Linked DNA regions of Mus musculus: regions 1, 3 and 4 are each linked to region 2. The links are chromatin contacts, called in public HiCAR-type, HiChIP or PLAC-seq and promoter capture Hi-C maps. All regions are on one chromosome and are shown on one strand. Each heading gives the region's core, a stretch centred on a gene start, on an enhancer-like site or on the middle of the called end of the contact. The rest is flanking DNA. Distances are from core to core; before and after follow the strand shown. Region 1 overlaps Lrrc8d (leucine rich repeat containing 8D). Region 2 holds the start of 4930542N06Rik (a long non-coding RNA gene). Region 3 has its middle 27 kb from the start of Zfp326. Region 4 overlaps Lrrc8d (leucine rich repeat containing 8D).

Evidence for each region. Promoter capture Hi-C pulls out the DNA fragments that hold promoters and counts their contacts. HiCAR-type assays count read pairs that join an accessible place to other places. HiChIP or PLAC-seq counts read pairs in DNA pulled down with a chosen protein or histone mark.
Region 1: a FOXA1 HiChIP or PLAC-seq map of pancreatic cancer cells shows a contact between it and region 2. The contact joins the enhancer-like site here to the promoter of 4930542N06Rik in region 2. A contact is called at or near these places in 8 of 39 promoter capture datasets (the C10 cell line, the HPC-7 cell line, cranial neural crest and 5 more), 1 of 484 Hi-C or Micro-C datasets (3T3-L1-derived adipocytes), 6 of 115 datasets of contacts at active chromatin or transcription factors (bone marrow-derived macrophages, double positive thymocytes, embryonic basal ganglia and 3 more) and 3 of 9 other capture datasets (adipose tissue, embryonic stem cells and liver).
Region 3: a promoter capture Hi-C map of the HPC-7 cell line shows a contact between it and region 2, with 7 times the contacts expected there. The contact joins the enhancer-like site here to the promoter of 4930542N06Rik in region 2. A contact is called at or near these places in 23 of 39 promoter capture datasets (the 3T3-L1 cell line, 3T3-L1-derived adipocytes, the C10 cell line and 13 more), 12 of 15 datasets of contacts at CTCF or cohesin (CD8 T cells, the G1E-ER4 cell line, the NIH/3T3 cell line and 6 more), 129 of 484 Hi-C or Micro-C datasets (the 3T3-L1 cell line, 3T3-L1-derived adipocytes, the AtT-20 cell line and 70 more), 28 of 115 datasets of contacts at active chromatin or transcription factors (the 230-238 cell line, the HPC-7 cell line, the SCID.adh cell line and 20 more) and 4 of 9 other capture datasets (adipose tissue, embryonic stem cells, liver and 1 more).
Region 4: a HiCAR-type map of astrocytes shows a contact between it and region 2, with 2.8 times the contacts expected there. The contact joins the enhancer-like site here to the promoter of 4930542N06Rik in region 2. A contact is called at or near these places in 17 of 39 promoter capture datasets (the 3T3-L1 cell line, the C10 cell line, the HPC-7 cell line and 12 more), 1 of 15 datasets of contacts at CTCF or cohesin (large pre-B cells), 3 of 484 Hi-C or Micro-C datasets (cortical neurons, embryonic stem cells and stem cell-derived neural progenitor cells), 20 of 115 datasets of contacts at active chromatin or transcription factors (the 230-238 cell line, DN3 thymocytes, the SCID.adh cell line and 15 more) and 3 of 9 other capture datasets (adipose tissue, embryonic stem cells and pancreatic islet).

The regions. Positions count from the first base shown.
Region 1 is chr5:105,774,806-105,781,213 of GRCm38.p6, forward strand. The region is part of intron 2 of Lrrc8d (leucine rich repeat containing 8D); the gene reads left to right. Among named protein-coding and RNA genes, the nearest start is that of Gm42166, 73 kb to the left of the region's middle. Within about 2 kb of position 4,671, at least 83 of the 459 cell types and tissues checked have an H3K27ac peak or open chromatin away from gene starts, as enhancers often do. A contact at or near this core is called in 3T3-L1-derived adipocytes, adipose tissue, bone marrow-derived macrophages and 1 more, where this site is marked.
Region 2 is chr5:105,410,894-105,416,986 of GRCm38.p6, forward strand. 4930542N06Rik (a long non-coding RNA gene) reads right to left here and starts at 4,283. Exons shown (of 2, transcript XR_389449.3): 1 at 3,359-4,283; 2 at 2,393-2,591. Lrrc8b (leucine rich repeat containing 8 family, member B) reads left to right here and starts at 4,882. Exons shown (of 5, transcript NM_001033550.3): 1 at 4,882-5,019. It overlaps Gm32051 (a long non-coding RNA gene), which reads left to right. Exons shown (of 2, transcript XR_389452.2): 2 at 2,160-3,029.
Region 3 is chr5:105,846,303-105,853,075 of GRCm38.p6, forward strand. No RefSeq gene overlaps it. Among named protein-coding and RNA genes, the nearest start is that of Zfp326, 27 kb to the right of the region's middle. Within about 2 kb of position 3,144, at least 23 of the 459 cell types and tissues checked have an H3K27ac peak or open chromatin away from gene starts, as enhancers often do. A contact at or near this core is called in the HPC-7 cell line, Th2 cells, bone marrow-derived macrophages and 2 more, where this site is marked.
Region 4 is chr5:105,713,890-105,720,150 of GRCm38.p6, forward strand. The region is part of intron 1 of Lrrc8d (leucine rich repeat containing 8D); the gene reads left to right. Among named protein-coding and RNA genes, the nearest start is that of Gm42166, 12 kb to the left of the region's middle. Within about 2 kb of position 2,107, at least 69 of the 459 cell types and tissues checked have an H3K27ac peak or open chromatin away from gene starts, as enhancers often do. A contact at or near this core is called in Th17 cells, astrocytes, cortical neurons and 4 more, where this site is marked.

The sequences.
Region 1 (6,408 bases), core at 3,421-5,920, 360 kb after region 2:
ATCACAGACAGGCATAGTGATGCGCTTCGGGAATACATCAGGCGTTCCTAATCCAACCCAGTCAGTAGTCAGGATTACCCATCACAATCACCTCTGGTTGTTTTGTTGTTGTTGCTTTGTTTTGTTTTAACTGAGAAGTCTATCAAGTTCTGTGAGTCCACAGATGTGATGCGGGACAGACTTGTAGTCAAGTGTCTTCTACACAAACATGACCTGAATTCAGACCCCAGCACCCACTTAAAGCTAGGTGCAGTGGCAGCGGGCATCTGTATTCCTGGTGCTAAGGGGACGAGGAGACCTGTGGATACCTGTGGCTCATTGGCAGCCAGCCTAGCCAAATGGAGAGAGAGGCCCTGCCTCAAAAAGGAAGGTGGAGAATAATTCTGGAAGACAGCCTCTCCACAGGTGTATGCACATCTGCACACAGGTCTACACACCCAAAGGAACATATATATTTCACACACATTCACTCTATGCCCTTAGGAGACATTCATGTACATTCTATGATGTGAACTTTTTACTATGTAATAATTTTCATTGTAGTAAAATATTCCATCTGTGTATTCCCAGTAAAATGCTGGTATCAGAAACTTCATTACTGTTAATTGAGTTCATGAACCAATAACTATTGATTGCAAGGTAGACATCAATGTATGGTCATGATAGTGATTCTTGCAGAATGAGTGACATTTGATTCAGGTCTGGGAAAACAGTCCACAGGAGCAAGGAGGAGGCTGGCCAAGCACCCGAAGTGCCATAGAAGCACCCGGGACTTCAGTTTGTAGGTGCCCCTAAGACACGTGGAGGAAAGAGTTGAAGCAGAAATGTGGCAGGTGAGGACTTTCAGCCTTGAGAGTTTATTTAGACTTTCTTTAGAAAGTACTGGGGTTTATAAAGGGCTATCCCAAAGCTGCTTCTAGAAACTGCTTTTGATGGTAGATGGTACTGTGGTGATCCAGTTGGAGAAGTTGTGGGATCACAACAGGGGTTCGGGTTTTAGAATGAAAAGAAACTCACACCCAGGTCAGAGGTCATGGTGGGAAAGAGACTGGTGGGCTTTTGAGTCCTAGGAAGTCCCACTCTCTCAGCCAACTTTTTTGCTAGAAAGAGGTCTCAGAATGCTGGCCTCTGCTATGAATTCTGGGCTGTGGGGACTAGTACTGCTCACACAATGTACTGGCTGGTTTATGTGTCAACTTGACACAGGCTGGGGTTATCACAGAGAAAGGAGCTTCAGTTGGGGAAATGACTCCATGAGATCCAGCTGTGGGGTATTTTCTCAATTAGTGATCAAGGGGGAAAGGCCCCTTGTGGGTGGGACCATCTCTGGGCTGGTGGTCTTGGGTTCTATAAGAGAGCAGGCTGAGCAAGCCAGGGGAAGCAAGCCAGTAAAGAACATCCCTCCATGGCCTCTGCATCAGCTCCTGCTTCCTGCCCTGCTTGAGTTCCAGTCCTGACTTCCTTGGTGATGAACAGCAACGTGGAAGTGTAAGCTGAATAAACCCTTTCCTCCCCAACTTGCTTCTTGGTCATGATGTTTGTGCAGGAATAGAAACCCTGACTAAGACACACAGTTTGTCTGGAAGAGATGTGTGTGTGTGTGTGGGGGGGGGGGGTGCTGATGGACACCCCCAGTGTGCCCCACAGCATCATATATAGTCCAAGTGGTGTCGTTGGCATAGTGACCGTGTCGAAGATGCAGGTCTCTGGAGGCCTTAATTACTTCCTTTGTAAAATAATACTTCAGTGTCTGCTCCCCACACAGTAGTGTGTGGCTGTCAGTGAAGACAGGACTTGGGAAAGCATGGTCCTCTGTGCATGCCCCAGTGGCTGCCACCTCTAAGCACCCAGCTCTCCGCTGACTCCAGCCCCAGCACAGGGTGGAGACCTCAGCCCTCTCGCTTTGATCAGCATTGCTCATATTCTCCAGGTATGATTTGCAGGAAGACAAAGCAGGAGGCTGGTTGGTCTACGCTAACATTTTCTTGCTTTCTCACTGCTGGGAAAGTAGGTCATTGTGTTGGAGGAGTATCTGTCAGGCCACAGTCCGCACCTGAAACTACGGGAGGGATTTTCATCTAGGCCCCGGAGTGCCTTGAGGGAAAATGTTCTTACAGTAAGCCTTTAATATGTTCGTCTTCAGAGTGAGCTGCAGAAGAAGTAGTCTAGGTGAGGTGGGGCCCTTTCTATATCAAGATATTAGTCACAGGAGGAAAACTCCCACTTAATAATTAAAAATAATACCGAACACCTGCTTAGCACTCTTAAGTGCTGTGTTTATCCACATCCACATATCAGAAGCTGCATCTATGATGCTCTGCCCTAGTGGAAGCAGGGGCGAGGCAGGGCGGGGCAGGGCATCCAGAGCAGTGCCTTTATTTAGGGAATGCTGCTGCTTTTTCACGCTTGACCCTGGGGCGGTAACGTGGGGGTAAGAGCTGTGGAATTTGGCAAACGTGAGCTCTGGTTCTAAGCAGAGAGACTCCCACAAGCTGCTCTGTACATCCACGTCCCCATCGTGAACTAGAGCAATAGTTTCTCCCCGAGTTGGGAGGGTGAAGAGAGAAGTGAGACTTATTAAGCCCCAGCACACACAGCCTGACCCAGAGAACAGTCTGCAAATGAATAACTAGATGACACTAGGATCCCCGCAGATTTCCCAGTGTGACCTTGTTGCCCTGGTCTTTGTTTCTTTTTAAAGCTATCACAGTTCCCACCAAGGTTGCCCCTTTTGAACACAACCTCTCAGCTTCTGCCCCAGCCTCTCCGTTTCCTGCAGAGTTCTAGCTGCAGCCCTCTCTCTGCCCCACACTCACCCTCTCCTGTCTCGAACTCAAGGCTGTGTCCGGCTTCACCCTTCAGAGTTGGGCTTCTGGGCGAGAGCCACCACACCCAGCTTTCCTTGTGTCTCCGAGCCAGGAATTTCACTTTCTAAAGCACTTTCATGTCAGTGTGAATCTGTACTCTCTATTACCTACTACATAAAGCCTAACTCCCTTCGGGCTTCCGTGCCCTTTGACCTCTGGTTAAATAAACCCTTCCCCTTCCTTCATTTCCCATGACTGCTTCACACAAGCTCTCTTCCTCAGTCACATCAGGCATTGGTCGAGTCAGTATTGCCTGTGTGACGTCCACTCACGTGGGTCTTCCTGCCTAAAGCACTATACATAGTGTTTATTCTATCTAGAAGTATTCCTACATGTGCATGAACTATGGGTTGTGAGAGCCTGGACATCCATCTTCCTTTAAAGAATGACCAAGAAAATTTGGATCTTGACACAGACCCTCTTCCTCCCTTTGTTGTTACCGTTGGACTGGGAATCAAACCCAGGGCCTTGACCATGGTAACTAGTGCTCCCCTCCCCCATTTTATTTCTCCTTCGTAATAAATCATAGGACATTAGGACACCGTAGTTTTATAATTGTATCTGTGTGTTCTGATAGCGGACTATTTCTATTAGAAGGTTTTACTGTGTTCTGGCCCCTGAAGGACAGCAAAGGGCACTACACAGCAGCTCTGAAGACCCTCCTGCTGCTGTCATGGGTACGTCGGTCTGTCCTCCTCTCTGTTTACTTAGCTGGAATGAACACAAATCCTGGATAGGAAAGCACCTCCTCCCTCAGACTTCAGACTACGGAGGCCGAGCAGGCAGTCAGTTTTTGTGTCCTCCAGTTTCTGTTACATGGGTTTTCCTAAGGTGGAACAAATGTCTCTTGGACATTTAGATGACTTCTTCGTGACTTGGTCTTTCTTCACAGGAGATCGCCATGTTGAGATACTTTGTCTAGCTCCCGTCAATAGCTACATCCTTAGTCTCCTTTGGCTTTTATTTTGAAGCAGAGTGTATTCACAGCCCATAAAAATGACACTTGTGCAGCCCACTTAATAAAAGGAAATATGTTTGAGATTGACAAGATCACATGCAAACAAGCACACATACCATAGCTTTTATTGTAAAACAAAACCACACATTGTTCATAGCAAAAAGTGGGGTAACCTTTCACCTCCCTAAAACCCATAGTCTTAAAACCATGATGAAAACGTCAGACAAATGTCAGTGGAAGTTCATACCTGACCAACACTTCTCTAAACGGTCGAGGCTATCAAACAAAAAAAGCCAAGAAATTGTAGGAAACAATAGGAACCTCAGAAGTAGGCAGTAATGAATGTCACATGCCCTGCATGGGATCCTAGATAGAAAGTAGCCCTAGGAAATCAACAGAATGTGAACATTACTGTGTCTTGCTGTTTGTATTGGATACATTTTGACAAATGTGCCACACTGATGTGAGACCTTAACAACAGGGGAAACTGAGTATGAGATAAATTGTAACCCTTGGTAATACTCCTAACTTTTCTGTAAACCTAAAACTGTATTATATTTTCTTAAATGTTTATTTTAAACAGGGGCTCCAGAAACTCACAACACAAGAAAAATTGAAGCAGGAGGATTATGCATTTAAGGCTAGCCTTGTCTAAATAGTGAGACCTCCGTCTCCTTGGGTCCCTTTCCCCTGCTCTCATCCAAAATGCTCCAGGAGCATCGTAGGAGGAGTACACCACACCCTAGGCACCCAGGCCTGGGGCCTCCGTGTTGCAAGGACTTGTTAGTGAATGCTTAGCTCTGTGGCTGAGTCACCAGGAACTGGACCAACTCCACCCTCGAGCCACTGTTCAAACCAGAACAGTTCTCTTTCTGGTTAGAGTCAAGGTTCTGGTATTCGTAGCCCTGGGCTAGGTACACTTTTGTCTATTTTCCTTAAGTCCTTTGGTCTGGAATCCCAGAAGCCAGAATTCAGGTCTGACTCAGCCTCTCCTCATCCCCTGTATCTCTGCCAGAATCTCCAGTTCCTGGCTCTGTTTCATCCATTATTTCAGTGTTTTTGGTTTTGAAACATTTTAGACTTGAGGAAAATCACGCAAACCATGCATGGAATTCTCAGATACCTTTTTCCCAGCTTCTCCAGAAGTTAATGTCTCGTGTGTCTCATGATGGTGGAAGTGGAAGGTAGCATCCATGTTGACCAATCGGGTCATCTTCCACCTTAAATTCCACCAATTTTCCCATCAGTCATTGTCCTGTGCAGATTTCACACAACTCCTAACCTCCCCCCTCCCTCAGTCCTAGTAGTTCCTCAGATTCTCTTGAAGCCTGCTGGTATTTTGTGCCTTTATGGTTTGGGCGGGTATGATTGGATGGAAGCCTCACACTTTTTAGTTAAGAGGCCACAGAAGGGGCTGGTGAGATGGCTCAGTGGGTAAGAGCACCCGACTGCTCTTCCGAAGGTCCAGAGTTCAAATCCCAGCAACCACATGGTGGCTCACAACCATCCTTAAAGAGATCTGACTCCCTCTGACTCCCTCTTCTGGAGTGGCTGAAGACAGCTACAATGTACTTACATATAATAAATAAATAAAATCTTTAAAAAAAAAAAAAAAAAAAAAAAAAAAAAGGGCTGGTGAGATGGCTCAGTGGGTAAGAGCACCCGACTGCTCTTCCGAAGGTCAGGAGTTCAAATCCCAGCAACCACATGGTGGCTCACAACCATCTGTAAGGAGATCTGACTCTCTCTTCTGGAGTGTCTGAAGACAGCTACAGTGTACTTACATATAATAAATAAATAAATCTTTAAAAAAAGGGATTTGAAAAAAAAAAAAAAAAAAGAGGCCACAGAAGTGCCATTTTCTTCCCAGGTTATCATATTAAGACACACAGACAGCCGTAACGCTGGTGCATCTTGTCACTGGGGACGGCACATAACAGAGTCTGTGCTCAGCCCATTGTAAATCTGCTGCCTTTCCCACCGCGGTATGTGTGTGATGGAGAAGCGCTGTGGGCCATGCCGCTGTCTAGCTTTTCATTATCCTTTTGCCCACTGAGCTCAGCATCCGGCCTCTCGGCCATTTCCACGGTGTTTGCCTGATGGTGAGTTTTCTATTTTCCCCACTCAGTTCTTATGTGTTAATTGGAATACTTCGCTAGGAAAACATCTGATGGAGAATTCTCTTATTAATAGTCATAGTAACCATGATATCAATTATAATTACCATAATACCCAGCATTCTTGCAACGTGTCTGGTGCTGAGCTAAAATCCTGCTTTTCATGCGACCTTATATCAGCTGTGTGTTTCTGGACAGGCCTTCTAGCCTGTCCTCATGGCTGAAGAGTCCAGTTCTGGAACACTGCTTGCCCTCCTGGTTATTCTCCCTGGCCTGGGCTCTCTCTCCTACAGGTCTCTCAGCCTGCATCTCCCTGTGTATAATGCCTGTTACCTGAGAATTGCTCAAAAGCTGAGTGTCGTAAGCAACACGGCTTGTTGCCCAGGTCTTTCCCACCCTGGCTCATGGCCTCCAGCCCATCCACCATGTGTGCCTGGCCCATAGGAAGCTCAGGACACAAAAAGCA
Region 2 (6,093 bases), core at 3,033-5,532:
AGCGCCACCTTCACAGCACTGTTCTGATGAAGATGGTGTTTGGTTAAGGCAGATCGAGTTGCATAACACAGCAGGTGGTAAGAACACTCTGTGGCCATGACTATTTGAGGCTGAGACTACACTAGGCGATGGACTCATACAGAAGCTCACAGCAGGCTTTGCACAATGGCAGTCTGGCTTTCTAGGTCAAGCTAACTTATTCCAAGCACATGTATAGATACCTGATCTTCTGCCTGGCTGGGAGCCCTCCCTGCTGAGCCCACTCTCAAAGCCATTCTCAGAATGTGTTCCAGGCTCCTGGAAAGCTTATCTCTAAGCCACAGTCACCAAGAGCCTGTGGAGGTTAGAGCAACTCTTCAGCAGTGGCAGCATGCTCAACCTGATGCAGTTAACCTGGCAGATGCAGCAGATGGCTGACAGGACACGACGACAGAGCTACCAACTGTGAGACTGACGATGCTGCCTTGTAGAGACAATTATAAGTCTGTGTCTTCGGGCCTGACCCCATTTCCCCACCCACCTTGGAGCTGCTGCAGGCTGAGAGTTTAGCAGCATAGGGTGGTACTAGATAGAGTCCCCCTCCAGAACAGCAGCTGTGACCTGAAAGCAGACTCAAGGCCCTGAGCCAAGCCATGAAAGCAGAGTGCAGCCTCAGAGCACTGTTTTACATTAGAACCCCTAAGCTGGATGGACCATATTCAGGGTTGTGTTCAGTACGCTCCTTGCTATTACATTCTTTCCATGGTCAACTTGATTAGTTTTAGGAGCACTGAGGGCATTTGGATGAGACACAGCTTTGGGGGAAGGAGACCAGTCCTCAAAGTGGGCTATACCAGCCCACGTGCTGGGGTCCCAGAATAAAATGGCTGGGGCGGGGAGGGCCAGTGGATAACTGTGCGTTTCCCTCTCCCTTCCTCCTCCTGGGTATAAGTGACTGCACACTGCTGCCACCACAGCCTGGTAAGTTGCCTCTGCCTCCAAGCTGCCAGGAGACAAAATAAACAGTTCCTTTCCCACATGATTTCTTGTCTGGTATTGGTTACAGGGGTGAGAACAGCAAATGATACCCTGAGTCCCACAGTGCCAAGTGTGGCCATGACAGGCGGTGTTGTGATAGACAGGTGGCTTCACTCACATGGATGCTCACAGAAAACCTTGCACACTTCCAGCCAAATGTGTGTGCACTGCAGCTCACATCCATTTTAGCAGGCACTATGCTAGCTGCACATGGCTTATGTATGCTTTTGGTCCCAGCACTCTGCAAGCAAAGGTGGATCAAGGTCATCCTAGTGTACATAGTATATACAGGGCTGTACAGTGAGTATACAGTGTATATACAGGGCTGTACAGTGAGTATACAGTGTATATACAGGGCTGTACAGTGAGTATACAGTGTATATACAGGACTGTATAGTGAGTATACAGTGTATATACAGGGCTGTATAGTGAGTATACAGTGTATATACAGGACTGTATAGTGAGTATACAGTGTATATACAGGGCTGTATAGTGATTATACAGTGTATATACAGGGCTGTATAGCGAGTATACCGTGTATATACAGGCTCTATAGCGAGTATACCGTGTATATACAGGGCTGTATATCGAGAGACTGGAAGAGGAGGAGTAGGAGAGAGAGATGATGTGCCCTCTGAACATACCGTCTCTACAAGAAGAGGGTCTATATTTTTAAGATAATTCATTACTATAGCTGCTTTGGTATTCTGTCTTCACCTCTATCAGATCTATATTTCATTTTAAAAAAGGATTTCTCGTTATCACAGAAATTGAAAAATTACTAAAATGAAAAAGAACTATTTTAAGATTGACTTTTAACTTGTGTGTGTGTGTGTGTGTGTGTGTGTGTGTGTGTGTTGGGGTGCACATGAGTGCAAGTGTTTGAGGAGGGCAGAGGCATCAGATTTCCTGAAGCTGGTGCTACGATGTTGTGAGTCATGTGCTCTTAACCACCAAGTCATCTCACTAACCACTAAGCCATCCCTCCGACCTCTGGAGAAAGAACTATTAATGCTGGATACTATTCTGTCTCTTATAAACCACCCAAAGTTCTTCCAAGAGCAGAGAAAACTCACCTCATCAAGGCAGCCACATGGTGTGGAGCTTACATATTGCTCAAAGACCTTTCTGTTTTATTCCAGGAAACTAACACAAGAGAGACCTGCCAATCCCACAAGTTAGGAAATTCCTTCCTGGGGTCACTGAGTTCACCTACCTATAAGATGACAAACTTGAAGCAATCCCTTACTTTCTAACATCTGTGACTTTAGTGACCATCAATTATACAGAGGAACTGACCACACACACCTCTGGTCTTAGTCCCTTTGTCACATGAATGGAAAGACCCTACCGCCAGAAAGAGTGAGGCATTGCAGAAAATTAGATCATTTTATTTTGGCTTCTCTAATCTACAGCTTGTCTGAAGAGCCGAGAAGATGAACCACCATTTTAAGATGACGTCCAGAGCAGATAAGCAAGAGGAAGACACCAAATATGTTCTTTAAGGGCCAAGATGATGCTGATGTGCCAGGTTTCAGATTTGAGAGCAGCTGAGGCCATGATGCACCTGGAGCCTAAAGCAAAAACGGAAAAACCTGAATGACAGCCCAGGAGTTTCCAGAGCAGTACAAAGTCCTCTATCTGGCTCCTACAACTGTCGTAATAAGAACTGCCATCATTTGCTGATGAAAATTAGGAATGTATTAACAGCAATCACATTTAACAGCTACATCTGTGGGGTTTGCCAGACGTAACACATTTTGAATGAACTTGATCTCCGTTGCTTCCTATTGATAGGTTGAGCTACAAACAAGGAAGCCGATTTTAATATGCATCCCCATTGAATTTAAACTGACCACCAAGCTTATAATCTCTGGCTGTAGAGACGAGGACACAAAGGGTTAAGTAACTTCCCCAAAGTCACACAAGCAGCCATGTTGTTGTGACAGAAAACATTATTAGGGTCTTGGAGGAGGAAATGTCCCTTCTCAAACATTAAGCCAAGAAAAAAATCAGAAACGTCCAGCTTATAATGTTAGAATACTCTGATTCTATTACAGCACTTACTTTTCCCCCTCAAACTGATACTTAAAAAACTCTTTGTCTGGGGGCTGGAGAGATGGTTCAGTGGTTAAGAACACTGCTTTTCCAGAGGTCCTGAGTTCAATTCCCAACAACCACGTGGTGGCTCAAAATCATCTCTAACAGGATTGGATGCCCTCTTCTGGTGTGTCTGAAGACAGCTACAGTATGCTCACATAAAAATACAAATCTTAACAAGAAAATAAAAAAACAAACACCTCTTTGTCCAGGTGGTAAGCAGTTTGAGGGCCATACTTACATCTAGAATTACAAATGTGTACACAAGGTCATACACACAATTTAATGACAATATGTTGTATGTTCAAATGAAAGAATTAAAAAAAAAAGATGTGTGTGTGTGCAGTGTGTGTGCCACGTATGTGGGTGCACGTGTGCGGGGGAGCACATATATGTAGGTGCACATGTGTGTGGGAGCACATATATGTAGGTGCATATATGTGTGGATGCCTTTGGAGGCCAGAAGAGGGTGTCAGAACGTTTGGAGCTGGAGTTGTCGGCAGCTGTGAACAGAATTCTGGTCTTCTGCAAGAACAGTCTGTGCTCTTAGCTGTGGAGCCGTTAGTCCTCACAGTGTTTTCAATGTTTGCTTCAGACTCAATGCAACTGCCACTCAGAGTGAATTGGACAAGGACCGGGTATAGCAGTGACTTCCAGGGCAGTTCGGGCTGGAGTTCTGATATGACTGGTCGCTACTGGATACAGCGCAGTCTTCCACACCTTCGTAGTGTGTGGAGGTATTGGGTGCCCAACTGATCAGGTGACTCAAATGCTGTCTTCTTTTACTCCTCTGGGAGTGTTTTGTTACCTAGGGATGGGAACACCATAGCAACTAAGAGATACAAATCTTGCTGAATTGAATCCTTGTGCTAGAAATAACCTGGACAAAGACTGAGCTTAAAACAGAACAGGGAGGGTGTGGGGGAGTTAAAGATTCGAGGAGGAGGATAGAACTATTAAATAGCCCAGAGTTCTGAATTTGGATTAAATTTTTGCTTAACTTGCAAGGCACACTGTTACTCTTCAAATACAGGGCCATTAACAGGAGAAGAATGTGGATGGGGGACAGGTGACCATCCTCAATGAAATACTATTATGTGTACTCCCTCTATCTTGTCACCTCACGCTGAAGATAAAGACACTGGAAAGAAAAAGATGGTATTGGAGGCCCAGAAGCTGCTTAGTTTCTCCTCCTTCCCAGGGGCCCTACAACCTTTCCAGTCACTCGACTTAAAGAGCGTTAAAGGGACTTCACTAAGGCAGGCTCTGCGCGGCACACCCCACCCTTCCTGGTAGAGTAAGTTGTGTCAATAACAAGTTTCTCAGGGGTGCACACGTGAGAAGGCAGGGGTCTTCTGCTGGGGTGGAGCGCCTGGGGAACGGCCATAAGGCCCGGCTCCTGGGTTTCTGGAATGCAGCCCCAGCTCCTGGCGAGGCGTGTGGCTGCCATGCACCGCGGATGCCAGGCTGGGCGAGTGCATCCGGGCGGCCGCATGGCGTTGGCTCCGGGAGGTGGCAGCTGCGCTTTGTGTGCAGCAGGAGGGTGAGTCACCGGCCCCCGCGGTTCGTCCCAAGGCCGGGTGGACTCTCGGGCCGGGTGGCGGAGCGATCCGGGTAAGGGCGGCTCGGAGGCGGCGCTGCGCGTCCCCGGCTCCCGCCTGCGCAGCCTGCGCAGCCCGCGCGCTCCGCTCCTCCTCCGCGCGCGAACTTAGTCAGCGGTTCGCGCCGCCGCGCGCCCATTGGCCGGCCGCGCGCGCCGCGTCACAATGGAGCGGCTCCGGGGCGGCGAGCCGGGCAGCGCCGGGGCTTCCCGCTGAGCCGCAGCCGCCGGAGTGCGGGCGCCGGCCGCTCGGCTCGCCCCGGCCGGCCGGGCAGCGCGGGCCTGGGGGCTCCGACACGAAGGTAGGCGGGGACGGCGGGGGAAGGGGGAGCGCAGCAGCAGGTGGGGGCGGCAGGGCAGGTGCTGTTACCTGGCGGCGCCTCACCTGGGTCTCCCGCTGCGGGCAGGTGGCACAGTCACCTGCTAAGCCGCGGTCGCCCGGCTCCCACGCCCCCGGGGGAAGGAGGGCGCGGTCCCTTGCGGGCACCTCTCCTGGATGTTGGGGTCAGATGGGGCGAGAGGAGGGGGCGGCCGCGCCCAGGCGGTGCCTTCGTTGTCCCTACGGCTGAACACGCACCTGTGTATCCACCACCCCCCTCCCCGCCCCCGAAGGGAAAGGCCCTCCCTCTCCACCCTGGTCTCCCCTTAAGTGAAGGCGCTCGCTCGAGGGGGTCCACACCAGGTCCCCGCCGTTTGCCCCCTGCCCTGGAGCCTCCTGTCGACATTTTATGCTCTGGGGTATTTACTGGCCTACAGCTGTGATTTTAGCGTTTGAGCTGGAAGGGGTCAACTGATTTCCATTTAAAGACTCGGTGGTTCCTCCTCCTAGGTTGCAGGTGCTGACAGGTCAGAAGGAAGAGGCTCGGTAATCCGTGTCCTCAACTGACTTCCCAAAGTCCGTAGGTTGCTTATAGTCATGTGTTTGTGGAAGACTTTGATGTGTGGTTAGAAAAACTACCACTAGGATCCCTTTGCACCCCCACCCCAGAGGACAAACCTAAATTTAAAAGTCAATACCAGCGTATGGACTTCTTGAATACATTCTGGTCTTGTCTGAGAACTTAACAGGAAAAAACAAAACAAAACAAAACAAAAACAACTGCTATATAAAAATAAGAGAGAACGTTTAAAATATCGTAAATGTGAAACCAATTTAGATAATTTGTTCAGTGTCCGTTAAGAAATTAGAGACTGAGAGTGTAGCCCCAACAGGCTTAGCAAAGGCAAGGTTGGGGCTTCAGTGCCCTCCAAAGTACTACTACTGTTGCATATGACAATGATAATAGTAACAATAACTGCTTTCCAGGACATCTGTGTTTTTTGCCTAAATGTATGACTGAAGTATATATGGGAGAGTGTACTACAGTGTCAGTACA
Region 3 (6,773 bases), core at 1,894-4,393, 430 kb after region 2:
TAGGAGAACTCTCGAATCTTCATGTCCTGCCCATACAGCTCAGCCCCAAGCCTGGCACATCTAGAACAGTCGATGGTACAGATCAGACTTTAGATATAATATATTTTCTAGCAGAGTATAGATCAAAAATAGTTTTCTCTAAGTCTAGTGTTAGGTATATAGTGAAATTCAAGTTGAGGTCAAACAGCACAAATAGTATCAAGACATTCATCCTGGAAGTGCTTTTGGTATCATTTAATGCAAATCTCTGGCTTTATGGAGTGGAGAACCAGGACTCAGAAAGGCTCTGATAAGAATAAGCTGAGTTGGAGGAAGCTTAGTAGGTCTTACTCTTTTCTCGGCAATTACCATATCCACGATGTAAGAAAATGTTTACAAGCCATTGGGCTGCTTTCTTTGAAACTGAAAAGATACATGTTTGTCAATTTCACAGAGACATCTAAAAAAGGCTTTCCTGTCTATTTATTACAGAACCTTCTATTGAGACACCTTTACATGCTAGAAATTGTCTTAGATGCTAGGTTGTGAGCAGCAGAAAAGCAGAGCTATCACCTCCATCACCATCACCATCACCTCCAACCTTTTTTCCTGGGAGGGTCTTCTGCTACATTGAGAGAACTCTTGTCCTACTTCCTTGGTAGCCCCTCGGGATACCTCAGCGATCCTTGCCCCTGGTGATCACCCCCCTTGCGGCTCTGTGGCAGGTGAGTACTGCAGAAGGGACATGGTGTGACTCTGAGTTTGCCCTGAGGACTCTACAGCTGCTCTTCCTTTGGGTCACTTCTGTAGGGGAAGTCCTCCATCGTCAGTGTTGTTTCCAGCATGTGAGGGAGAATCCTAGGGAGCAGACCTTTCATACTCAGTCAGGCCGGCAGATACTGCATCCCTGGATGACATTATTACTGTTGCTGTGACAACCACAGCAATAATCCCTGGATGATGTTATTACTGTTGCTATGCCAAAGTGGTCCGCTAAGTGAGCCCAAAATCCCTTGCTCGTGGAACCATGAGTAATAGTATGTCTGTTGTTCTTTTATCCCAGTGACATCAGACGGTTGGTGCCTGACCCCACACTGGGCTTACAGAAGGCTCCCTGTAGAAAATCAATCCACATGTTAAAAGATGGTAAAGAAATGCTGGGTGTCATGGCTCAAGCCTATGATCCCTCCAAGTTTGAGGCCAGCCTGGACAATAGAATGAGTTCTAGATCATTAAAAGTTAAAATAACAAAAACAAAAACAAACAACAACAACACAAAAACACTGGCCATTTCAAATGCCATTTTCCCCTTTGTTTTTGTTTTTGTTTTTTTGAGGGTATTATGTAGCCCACCAACCTGTCCTTCCTTAAACTCACCGGGAGGTTGTGAATTCCTGATACATACACCCTCTCAGTTGCTGGGGTTATAGGCCTGTACCACCATGCCTGCTCCAAATCTATAACTTCTGCTGGAGTCTTCCATTCTGTGGGCCAAATGGGAATGGGAAAAGACCAAAGTAAGCACAGCTTTCTGACCAAGAGAAGGTAATCTTCGTAGTAAAGAGAAGGCCTCAGCTGTCGCTCGGCAGAGGCAAGGCCACGGAAACCATGGTGGAAACGGCAGCAACTCAGCAAGACTATTTGCTAATAATTTATTTTCGTTAAGAAAAGAAAACATATCCTTGGTAAAGTGCCAGTTCTCAACAAGCTGATTCATAACAAGTCTTTCTCTGGGAAAACAGACGATTGAATCATTCTCAAGTCTTTGCTACCTGAAGTCATTGTGGCTGTCCATAAATATCTCAACCTACGGTCTTTTTTTTTTTTTTTTGGTAGAATCCAAATTGGCTTTGAATTTGAGGATACATTCCAGTCTCTACTTACCCTAGAGAAATCTGTAATTAGAGTTGTGTGACCCTATGCCCAGTTTATGAAACACCGGGGCTGGAACACCAGGACTCATGAATGCTAGCCGTATATTCTACAAAATGAGCTGCTGCAGAGCCTGTTGGAAATCCTCATTTCCCACCTGTTGAAGGCGGTAGGTACCACATCATTTGCTCTGGCAGAAAGAATATGTGTAGAAACACTGCAGGCTGGTGCAGGTCAGGATGCCTGGTATAGTCTTACCCTTTCTGTGTTAGGGCAACCAGCCATGTTTCTGAACTGGCTAGCTCTGTCAGCATGGGGCTCACAGTGAAGATGACACTGTGTAATGAATGGAAATACTTTTGGATATTACCTGTAACCCTGGCAGAAACTCCCTGGCATGGCTGAAACACTAGGAACTGAAGCTCACATTGCTCAGGCCTGTCGTGGTATGTGGCTCTCTAGGCAGAACTGTATCCATCTTCATCAGACCTTTTAGGGTCTTCATCATGTAAGCCGTGCTTAAAAGAGGCCACCAAGAGCAGGTCTTATGACCACTGACCCTCTTTCAGAGAAGGAGGAGTTGCGGAGGGTCACTAGACCCTCACCTGGGACTCTAGCCACTCCTCACAGCCATTTGTGTGAAGTTCTGCCCTAATTACACAACAGCCACTGAAGCATATGGGCTGAGGGAGGATAATGGGGAAGCCATCAGGGATGCTGGGTGAATGCTTTCCCGTGGGACTGCACTAGGGTCGTCCATGCTTCTGCCTGTGACCCTACTCTGTAAGTAGTCCGATTAACTCGTTGGTTCCCCAGAGCAAACTTGGATGGAGTCATACTTTGGTTCTGTTGGGACTTTATATGGGAGAGGGGTGTAGATGCTTTTAAAAGTCTTCTCAGAGAAGGGATTCTCCCAAACGAGTCTCTTCCAATGCTGGTGTCACAGCTTTCGGTTAGTTAAGGGTGGCCGTGTTGGAGTCTGGCTGAGAACAAGGCGTCTTCCATGTCTCATTCAATGTCATAATAAACTGGTATTATTAAACTCGTACTTATAAAGATCCTGAGAAATGAAGTGATCTTTTTTCCCTCCCAGCTTACTGACGAGAAGGATACTTGAGACGGGAACCCAGGCTTTCTGAATATGAAACTCCCTCTGAGCTACTCAGTAGTGCTACAGTAGTGCAGCACCAAGGCCACCTGTCACCAATGACAAACCCAGGTGACCTCATCCTGCACTGTGACTCCAGTGTTGGATCCTCCTGAGTTAGTCACTATTGAGTCCTCCTCTTGTCTCTGGTATCTATTTTCTCCAGGAAGTAGGCCACTGGAAATGTGTGTGTCCCCCCCACCCCACTTCCTCTGCTTAGCGGTAATTGCTGCTTTGCTACATAACAATAAAGAAACAGCTGTCATGCAGCCTCTGCAAGGTGTTCTGCGTTCTGTATTCCTTACAGTGTCACAGATATTCTTCAAAAGTGGGACACTGAAGCACCAGGCAAGCTCTTCAAAGTGTCTGAAGACTTAGCCTTTGCTAGGTGGGATTTAGACCCCTGTCAGCCCGACTTCCAACTCCCCATTCTGTCTGGTACCTTTTCCCACAGCCAGACTCAATGCACCCGAGTGCTTACTGAGGGCGGGGTATCTCCAAGCAGTTGGAGAGGACTAAACAAACCCATATTGTGACTGCCTGGGCTCTCTGCTACACATGTTGGCCAATTTCCAAAGACTCAACCCCTATGAAAGGGCAGGGCCCTCCAAGTTCCTCAGAATCAACCCTGAAGTGAGATTGCCTGGAAATTTATTTATTTATTTTCTTCTGGTCTACATGTAGGAAGTGGTTGGTATGTGTTCCCTCAAAATTTTCACTTTTCCTATAGATAAAGTAGCTCTGTGTAATTTATGTCTTCAAGAAAGTCTCAGACACTTGGAAGATCCTTTGTCTGGGCACTTCTGGTCCATCCACTGGCTATTTCAGTGAGTCCACTAAGGTAACCCAGCCAAGGGTTTCTTGTACATGGTAATTGATTTTAATTACTCTTCATTAGTTCCCCCTTTATATTGTAGTGTCAGCTTAAATGAAAGTCCTGTGTTCCAGCAAACCTCAGTCCTAAGCAAACTAGGACTGTTGGTCATCCTAGATGGTGTGTTTTCCCCTAACGTATGTGCAAATGTGAGTAACAGATGTGCGTATGTGTGTAATGTATATATGTATGTGTGTGTGTAACATATGTGCATAAGTGTGTAATAGAGGCTAAATATTTTATTTCATGATGGCAAAAGAGCGTCTCCAAAGCAATTATGGCAAAAAGGGACTGAATAGAATGAGGTGGAGACTCATTGACTCAGAATGCTTTCGAAGAGATTTGTTTCCACTGGCTTCCCAACGTGGGAAAGTCCACCCTGGTCTGAACTCCAACCCTTCGCACACAGCTGCGAAGATAGATCCTGTTGTGGGTGGTGTTTGACATCTGTGTTCCCGGTACTCACAGCTTGCAGCATGCACCCAGATGCTGGTACTCACAGCTTGCAGCATGCACCCAGATGCTGGTACTCACAGCCTGCAGCATGCACCCAGATGCTGGTACTCACAGCCTGCAGCATGCACCCAGATGCTGGTACTCACAGGCTGCAGCATGCACCCAGATGCTGGTACTCACAGCTTGCAGCATGCACCCAGATGCTGGTACTCACAGCCTGCAGCATGCACCCAGATGCTGGTACTCACAGCCTGCAGCATGCACCCAGATGCTGGTACTCACAGGCTGCAGCATGCACCCAGATGCTGGTACTCACAGCCTGCAGCATGCACCCAGATGCTGGTACTCACAGGCTGCAGCATGCACCCAGATGCTGGTACTCACAGGCTGCAGCATGCACCCAGATGCTGGTACTCACAGGCTGCAGCATGCACCCAGATGCTGGTACTCACAGCCTGCAGCATGCACCCAGATGCTGGTACTCACAGCCTGCAGCATGCACCCAGATGCTGGTACTCACAGCCTGCAGCATGCACCCAGATGCTGGTACTCACAGCCTGCAGCATGCACCCAGATGCTGGTACTCACAGGCTGCAGCATGCACCCAGATGCTGGTACTCACAGGCTGCAGCATGCACCCAGATGCTGGTACTCACAGGCTGCAGCATGCACCCAGATGCTGGTACTCACAGGCTGCAGCATGCACCCAGATGCTGGTACTCACAGCCTGCAGCATGCACCCAGATGCTGGTACTCACAGCCTGCAGCATGCACCCAGATGCTGGTACTCACAGGCTGCAGCATGCACCCAGATGCTGGTACTCACAGGCTGCAGCATGCACCCAGATGCTGGTACTCACAGCCTGCAGCATGCACCCAGATGCTGGTACTCACAGCCTGCAGCATGCACCCAGATGCTGGTACTCACAGCCTGCAGCATGCACCCAGATGCTGGTACTCACAGCCTGCAGCATGCACCCAGATGCTGGTACTCACAGGCTGCAGCATGCACCCAGATGCTGGTACTCACAGCCTGCAGCATGCACCCAGATGCTGGTACTCACAGCCTGCAGCATGCACCCAGATGCTGGTACTCACAGGCTGCAGCATGCACCCAGATGCTGGTACTCACAGGCTGCAGCATGCACCCAGATGCTGGTACTCACAGGCTGCAGCATGCACCCAGATGCTGGTACTCACAGGCTGCAGCATGCACCCAGATGCTGGTACTCACAGCCTGCAGCATGCACCCAGATGCTGGTACTCACAGGCTGCAGCATGCACCCAGATGCTGGTACTCACAGGCTGCAGCATGCACCCAGATGCTGGTACTCACAGGCTGCAGCATGCACCCAGATGCTGGTACTCACAGGCTGCAGCATGCACCCAGATGCTGGTACTCACAGGCTGCAGCATGCACCCAGATGCTGGTACTCACAGCCTGCAGCATGCACCCAGATGCTGGTACTCACAGGCTGCAGCATGCACCCAGATGCTGGTACTCACAGGCTGCAGCATGCACCCAGATGCTGGTACTCACAGCCTGCAGCATGCACCCAGATGCTGGTACTCACAGGCTGCAGCATGCACCTAGATGCTGCAGGAACTGTTTCCCTTCCTCTCCCTCGCCTGGAGAGCAGGTGACGTTTGCCTCACCCTTTCTTCTATTTTGTTGATTGTTTCATTTTGGGTTTTTCTGCTTTTTGATTTTTTTGTTTTTTGTTTTTTTGTTTTTTTCTCCTCCTGGGTCCTTATGGCCCTGTGTCCTCAGGTTGAAACCTGTCTACAAGTTATGTGGACTTGCTTAAGTTCTGGCTTTACAAGCTTTGACTTCACTCTGACCAAATCTCCCTGCATCTAAGCTTTCTGCACTATAAAGTAAGAGTGACAACATAGTAATAATATGTATTATATGCCTCACTGAGTTAATGTGAAGAGTGTATAGACGAAATGGACTAATATCACCCATTTTAAGTACAGCGCAGGATATGGCTAATAAATTTTATTTATCACTGATCCTGAGCCTACGCAGCTCTTTTCTTCCAGGAACAATTTGTAAGTCAACGGCTCTTATTTTCGATTTCTTGACCTTTTTTTAAAAAAGATTTTATTTCATATATATATATATATATATATATATATATATATATATATATATACATATATAAAATGAGTGCACTGTGGCTGTCTTCAGACACACCAGAAGAGGGCATCAAACCCCATTACAGATGATTGTGAGCCACCATGTGGTTGCTGAGATTTGAACTCAGGACCTCTGGAAGAGCAGCCAGTGCTCTTAACCTCTGAGCCATCTCTCCAGCCTTTGACCTTCTTTTTTGACTTGGTTTACTGAGTCCCCAGGGTTTGACAGAATATATGTGAAGCATCATATGGAAACCAGCAAGTGGCTAGTAGGCAGCCATCTTGATGGCCTACCTGCATGCA
Region 4 (6,261 bases), core at 857-3,356, 300 kb after region 2:
GGGCAAGAAAGCATTGGGTCCCTTGGAATTGGAACAACAGAGGGTTGTGAGCTGCTAACTGGGTACGAGGACTTGAACCTGGGTCCGCCAGAAGGACCATCTCTTCTGCCCTAACCTTGAACTTTGAAACTTGGGATTTTCTGCCTTGCTTAGTTTCAGGTGTGTGCTGCTAACACACCTTGTTTCCATGGCTTGGGAGTATTGGGGGTCAGGGGGATGGCTCTAGCCAATCAAGCTTTAAATTTCCAGTGTTTTAAGGGTTTTAGAATGGCTGCATTTAAAAGTCCCTCGGCAAATGCTTACAACAGTATGGATTTGGCGTGGATGTTTTTCCTTCTCTCATTATGGAACAAGTTTGTGGTATCAGAAGAGTAGGTACATTCTTCACACGCAGGAAGTGTCTTTGCAGTGGTTTGGGACATTGTGAACTAAAAAGTTGTACGAGACATGTTCTTTGTTTTTTGGGAGGGTTGCTCTGTAACAGCCTTGGCTGGCCTTGAACTCACTGAGATCTGCCTGGCTCTGCCTCCCAAGTAATGCTGGGATCAAAGGCATGCACTACTACTGCCTGGCTCTCCTTACCCCCTCAAGATGCCTTCATCAAGTTCCTTATAAAGTGAAATTGTGTAAAGTGAAGAGAGAAGGCACCCCAGGCACCCAGTCTGGAAGCACCCAGAGGGAATGCGATTGCAGCTTGCCTGGTGCCCGCTGTGGTGGGGAGCGCTTTATTACTGCCTTAGCTCATTTATTCTGCACAGAATTCTGCACAGCAGACCTGTTTTGTAGCAGGGAAACCAAGGTCAGTCTTCCATCAGCTGCTCCGCCCAGTCACCAAGGACAGCCGAGTAATTCAAGGTCACATAGTCTGGATTATAGTTAAGTGAAAGAGGGGTGATTTGAACCTAAGCAGGCTAGCTTCAGGATCCCGGCTAATGTAAAAGCAATGCTGGGATCAAAGGCATGCACCACTACTGCTTGACTACTGCTTGGCTCTCCCTACCCCCTCAAGATGCCTTCATCAATCTCCTTATAAAGTGAAATTGTGTAAAGTGAAGAGAGAAGGCACCCCGGGCACCCAGTCTGGAAGCACCCATACTTCTACATTTGCTTTGTTTGTTTGCTTGTTTGTTTAATTTGGCCTTTTTTTTTTTTTAAACAGATCTCCCTCAGGCTCAGCTGCCCTTGAACCCACAGTGATTCGGCTGTGTCTGCCTCCCAAGTACTGGGATTGCAGGTGTGGGGATACCGTGCTTGGCCTGCAGATCTGTTCTAGACATTTCCTTAACTTTCCATATCACTACAGTCTTGAGATCAACATCAGAGTTCCACTGGAAACAAAGAAAATCCTATGCCTCTGCTCATGAGCTTCCCGTAACCGGCACGAGCAAATGAAGCATAGAACAGAGAGCCCAACTCCAGCCTTCCTGGAGCCATGTTCCAGACAGTGGACTGACCAGTCTGAGACTGTACCGAGAGCCTGTTGCTGTGACAACCCTCATCCCTGCCACCAAATTCTTTTCAGGAACACAAAACCTGCCTTGTTTTACCTGTCCTTCACAGGCGTGCGCTTGGTGAGCTTCCAAAGTGTATTTTAAAATCGCCTCTTATAATCGATGTGAGCTGTGGGAAAGACCTGGGCTTTGGGGCTTAAAGAACGGGAGTTCTGAGCTCTCCGTGTCTTCTTCAGCCTGCACACCGTGTGACCTTGGCTTTCTTAAAACTTGCGGTTCCTCCCCTGTGCGAGGGGGAGGGGCCCATCTCTGCAGTAACTGGCTTGGCGAGGGTTAGGAGCTTCTACATGCAACAGTGTTTCATTAACAACAAAAGCCACATGTGATGGATAATGAGCTGCCCATCACAACCTTGCAGAGCCTGGGAATTCGTTTTCCATAGTGAGTGGGGAGGTGGGTAGGTGGGTAAGGCTGTGCTGGTCTGAACTCTTTCTTTCAGTCCCTTCTTACCTGTGTTAGTGTGGAGACCAGAGTGTGGGCGTTGACTCCATTTCTGGCCCCAACTCTTTTTTTCTTGGTTTCTCTCTCCTCCTCCTTTGGGCTGGCTTCCAGTTTCCCCACAAAGTGCTATTTGTTTTAAGGGTGAAGCAGGCGATTCTCTGGGCAGCAACACTGGCTGCAGGCAGTTACTGTAGATCATCGTGGAAAGCCAAGCTGGAGTGGGAGGGAGACTGAGGGGCTTGTGCCTAAAACTTGGTACATTGATTTTTTTTTTTTTTTTTTTTTTGAGGAAAGCAAGGAATGGCTTTTCAATAGAAATATTATGAAAGGCCCTTCACAGCAGAACAAAACTGAGTAAGGAGAAAGGGTTTTCAGAAGTCCCTGTTTATGACTTTAAATCCCTCTCCCTCCTCCTTTTCCTCCTTCCCTTCCTTTTTATTTTGAGAAAAGAGGACCCTTTTGAGTATCGCTCTGTCTACCATGCACTTCAGCAGGAGAGGAAGTACGTGGAGGTCCTATCATTGACCACAAGACAGTGACCACTTTAATAATGCATTTTGTCTAAACTCTCCAAGCTTTCCCCCCTCAGTCCTGAAGGCCATTGCCATCTCTGTCCCATATCAGAGATTCTAAAACTGGGGTTCGCACAAAGTAACATGTCAGCATTACCATGCTGGGCTGTAACTCAGTGAAACGTTCGACTCAAGTCTGGCACTCAAGGTGTGCAATTCTCTGTGTTCACCCTGCTTTAAGGGAGCAGCCAGCATGGGAGTAGCAGCCAGCATGAGAGTAGCTGTAGAGGATTTGGCACGTGGCAGCCCACAGTCTGTACTGCGTACTTGTATGAGCTGCGCTTTGGGGGCAGTTTCTCTAAGGGGGAGACTAATTTTGACTGCAAAGTCTAGGGGTGACTTGAGCAGGAGCTGACTGGTAAAGGAGATGGTGACAGGTAGTAAGAGAGGGAGGGACCTTGGGACAGCCTATAACTTGGTTCTGTGGCAGACTGGGGGTCAGAGGAGGTGTGGGGCATGTTTGGAGGGTCAACGCATCCTGCTGTGGAGTATGGGCTTTTGAACAAAAGGCATTCCATTCGAGGATGGAATCTTTTAGTTGTAAAAAATTAATTGTATTACTTATCAGAGATCATGGGTGCATGCATGGCATGTGCCAGCCACTGTCAGTGTGTTTGGGAAGCAGCCCTGTCCTTTTCCGGTGGTTCTTGGGGCTAAACTCAGGTCCTCAGGTTGGTGTGACAAGCATTTCCCTAGGTGGCTGAGTCACCTGACCATTTCTCTTCATTTTCTGAGACAGAGTTTTATGTAGCTCAGGCTGGCCTTGAAGGCCTTATTCTTCTGCTTCTGCCCCTCGTGTGCTGGGACTACAGGCCTGGACCATAACCCCCCCCACCCCCCCAACCGTAGGTTCTTGAGAAGGGAGAGAAAGCAGCAGTGTGTCTGCAGCATGGCCAGAGCAGCTGGGGGTGGGGTGGGGTGGGGGGCGTTCCTTAGGACCTGGGAATTATTTAAATGCACAGCTTCCACAAGCTCCCCTGCTGTCACTCCGAGGCAGCAGATCTGGGGTAAGGCCTGAGAAACTGTTCAAGGAGCCTGCGTGTGACTGTACACTCTGGCAAGGACTTTGGGACATTTAGGAGGAGAGTCTGGCTTACAGCCAATCTGCAGTTTGTATGGGAGATTTTTAAACTCTGAGAAGAGACCAGTCATCAGACCCTGCATGCATGCACTCACTCGCACGCAATCATGAGTGTGAGTGTATGCACACCAGTCTGAGGCCAACTGTCTGCCGGCGTGGTATTTCTCTCCATTGATCTCCACCTATCTTTTGAGATAGGGATTCTAAGTGGACTTGTTGCTCACAAATTGACTGGTTGTGCCAGAGATAGAGATTCTAAGTGGATTTGTTGCTCACAAATGCTCTGGTTGTGCCAGTGAATTCTGGGGAGCTAGCTGTCATGTCTGCTGCCTCCTGCTCCCCACCCCCGCCCCCAGATTACAGATGTGTGACTGTCTAGCTTGAGTGTGTATGTGTGTGTGTATGTATGCTGGGGAGCTGAAATGTAGCGCTCACACCTTGAACTACCTCCAGTCCCACAGTGTGTTTCTATTCCCTGTAAATAAGTGTAACTTCAGAGCATTGTCATTGGACATATGCTGTCTATGCCATCTCTCCACTTGTAGCTAGAGGAGTGCTCAGCTTGCTCTGCATTTCATACCATTGTGTAAAACTCTCCTCTTTCGTATATTAGAAGGAAATGGAAGATGGGGGTTTACTGTTGGCTGCCTGTCTCCCTTGACTATCACACTATATAATATGCCTTCTGGAGTCTTGCCTACATTACAGCCCTACTGTGCCACTAGCTGATAAAGGTCCACGGCAAAGTGACATGACTTCCTTTTAAAATGAAGATGTGAGTGTGTGGTTAGTGGTGAGGATAATTTATGTAAAACGGATGCAGTAGTTCCTGGCTCAGAGTTAGTTGTTGCTATCGTTATTTTTGTTGCTATCGTTATTGTCGTAACTGCAGCCCAGAGGCAGTCCTTCCATACTTCTGTCCCTGGCGAGATCTGTCCTTTTGAAAATAGCTGCCCAGACCACAGACAAGAGTCCCGAGAGTGACTGACGTATCAGGAAGTTTCAATTACGTAGGGTTCCTTCTTTTAAGGCTTTTTATTTTCTAGGAGCACGCCTTGCTTACATAAACAAGCTTGCTAGGATACAGCTGGAGCCTGTATCCTATAGCTGAAGCCCCTATCCTGGGGTGGGGAGGCTTTCCCCGCCCCTCCTTATTTCTCAGTTCATTCTTTAGACTCTTTGGAGCCCTGAGATGGTCACTTGTACATTTCCTGTGATCCACTGAGTAAAGGCCTTTACAAACCCTCCTCCCTCCCTTCTTTTCTTTCCTTTTTTGCTTTCTGTTCTCTCTCTCTCTCTTTCTTTTTTGGTTTTTCAAGACAGGGTTTCTCTGTATAGCCCTGGCTGTCCTGGAACTCACTCTGTAGACCAGGCTGGCCTCAAACTCAGGAATCTGCCTGCCTCTGCCTCCCAAGTGCTGGGATTAAAGGTGTGCACCACCTCTGCCCGGCTGTTCTTTCTTTCCTGACAGGGTCTCCCTGTGTAGCCCTGACTGATCAGAATCTGGCTATGTAGCCCAGATTGGCCTCAGACCCACAGAGGTCTTACCTCAGTCTCCTGAGTGCTGGGACTAAAGGCATCTCTATGACTGGCCCACTCTTCTCTTTTAAACTTTGTAGCAGCTGCTGACTTTTGAGGCAAGGTTGTAGCTCAGTCTGGCCTTGAACCTCTTTTGTAGCCAAGTGTATTGTTCAACTTCTTATCGCCTTACCTCTAAACTCCCCAGGTCTGGAGATTACAGATGAGGACCACCCAGCCCCGTTTATTCTCTCCTGGGGACGAGTCCAGCAGCCTCAGGCATGCTAGGCAGATAGGACACCAACTGAGAAATGATGCTAGCCATGACTTTTGAAGGATAATTATTTTTTTCTGAGAAGGTAAACAGTTCTGTCAAGGGAGAAGCTATTTTTCAGCATTAAAGACATTAGAAATGATAATTTATGCTTAAAATAACAAGGTTAGCCCAAATTTTAGTTCTCTTCTCCCTGTGTCTGCTGTTCTTCATCCCAGCACGTATCTGCAAACTTTTCTCACGACCTCCAGTCCCAGCCGTGTGTGTACTGAGCCAGAGTACAAACGGACCATCGGCTTTTCATTCAGGGGATGGCATTTGTCATGGAACTTTACTGATTAGTGGAATATCAGGATGTATTTGATGGTGATCAGCCTCGGGTCCTAGAGTTTCAAGCATATCCCCACTGTCTTGCCATCTTGGGGCTAGAGGCAGATACTGGGCATGGACACCTACAGGACCTCCTTTGAGAATTAAAAGGAGCACAGCACTGTAGCAGCTTGTTTATCTACCATCTCTGTTACTTTGACTGAGCCCTTTGCTCACCCTCATTTGCCCTTCCCGCACCTCTCAAATTAATGTTCTATGCAAATTTGATTATACCAATGTGAACAGTTTCTGTTACTTCTGAGTAGAGATTAAATGGTGTTTCTTCTGGCTCTTTTCCTCCCCTTGTTAGTAAAGGTATCGGCTCTCTGCCTCTAGGCTGCTTGGTTGCTCTGTGGTTCTTGGGGGCCACGGAAGTTGCAGTTGATCAGGGGTCCTGGCTTCTCAGGTCACTGTATCAACTGCTACTAAGATCTAAGTGCATGAAGTCTATCAGGTTAGTCAGCTCCCTGCAGTTGCGAGTTCAGCTGCCTCTGA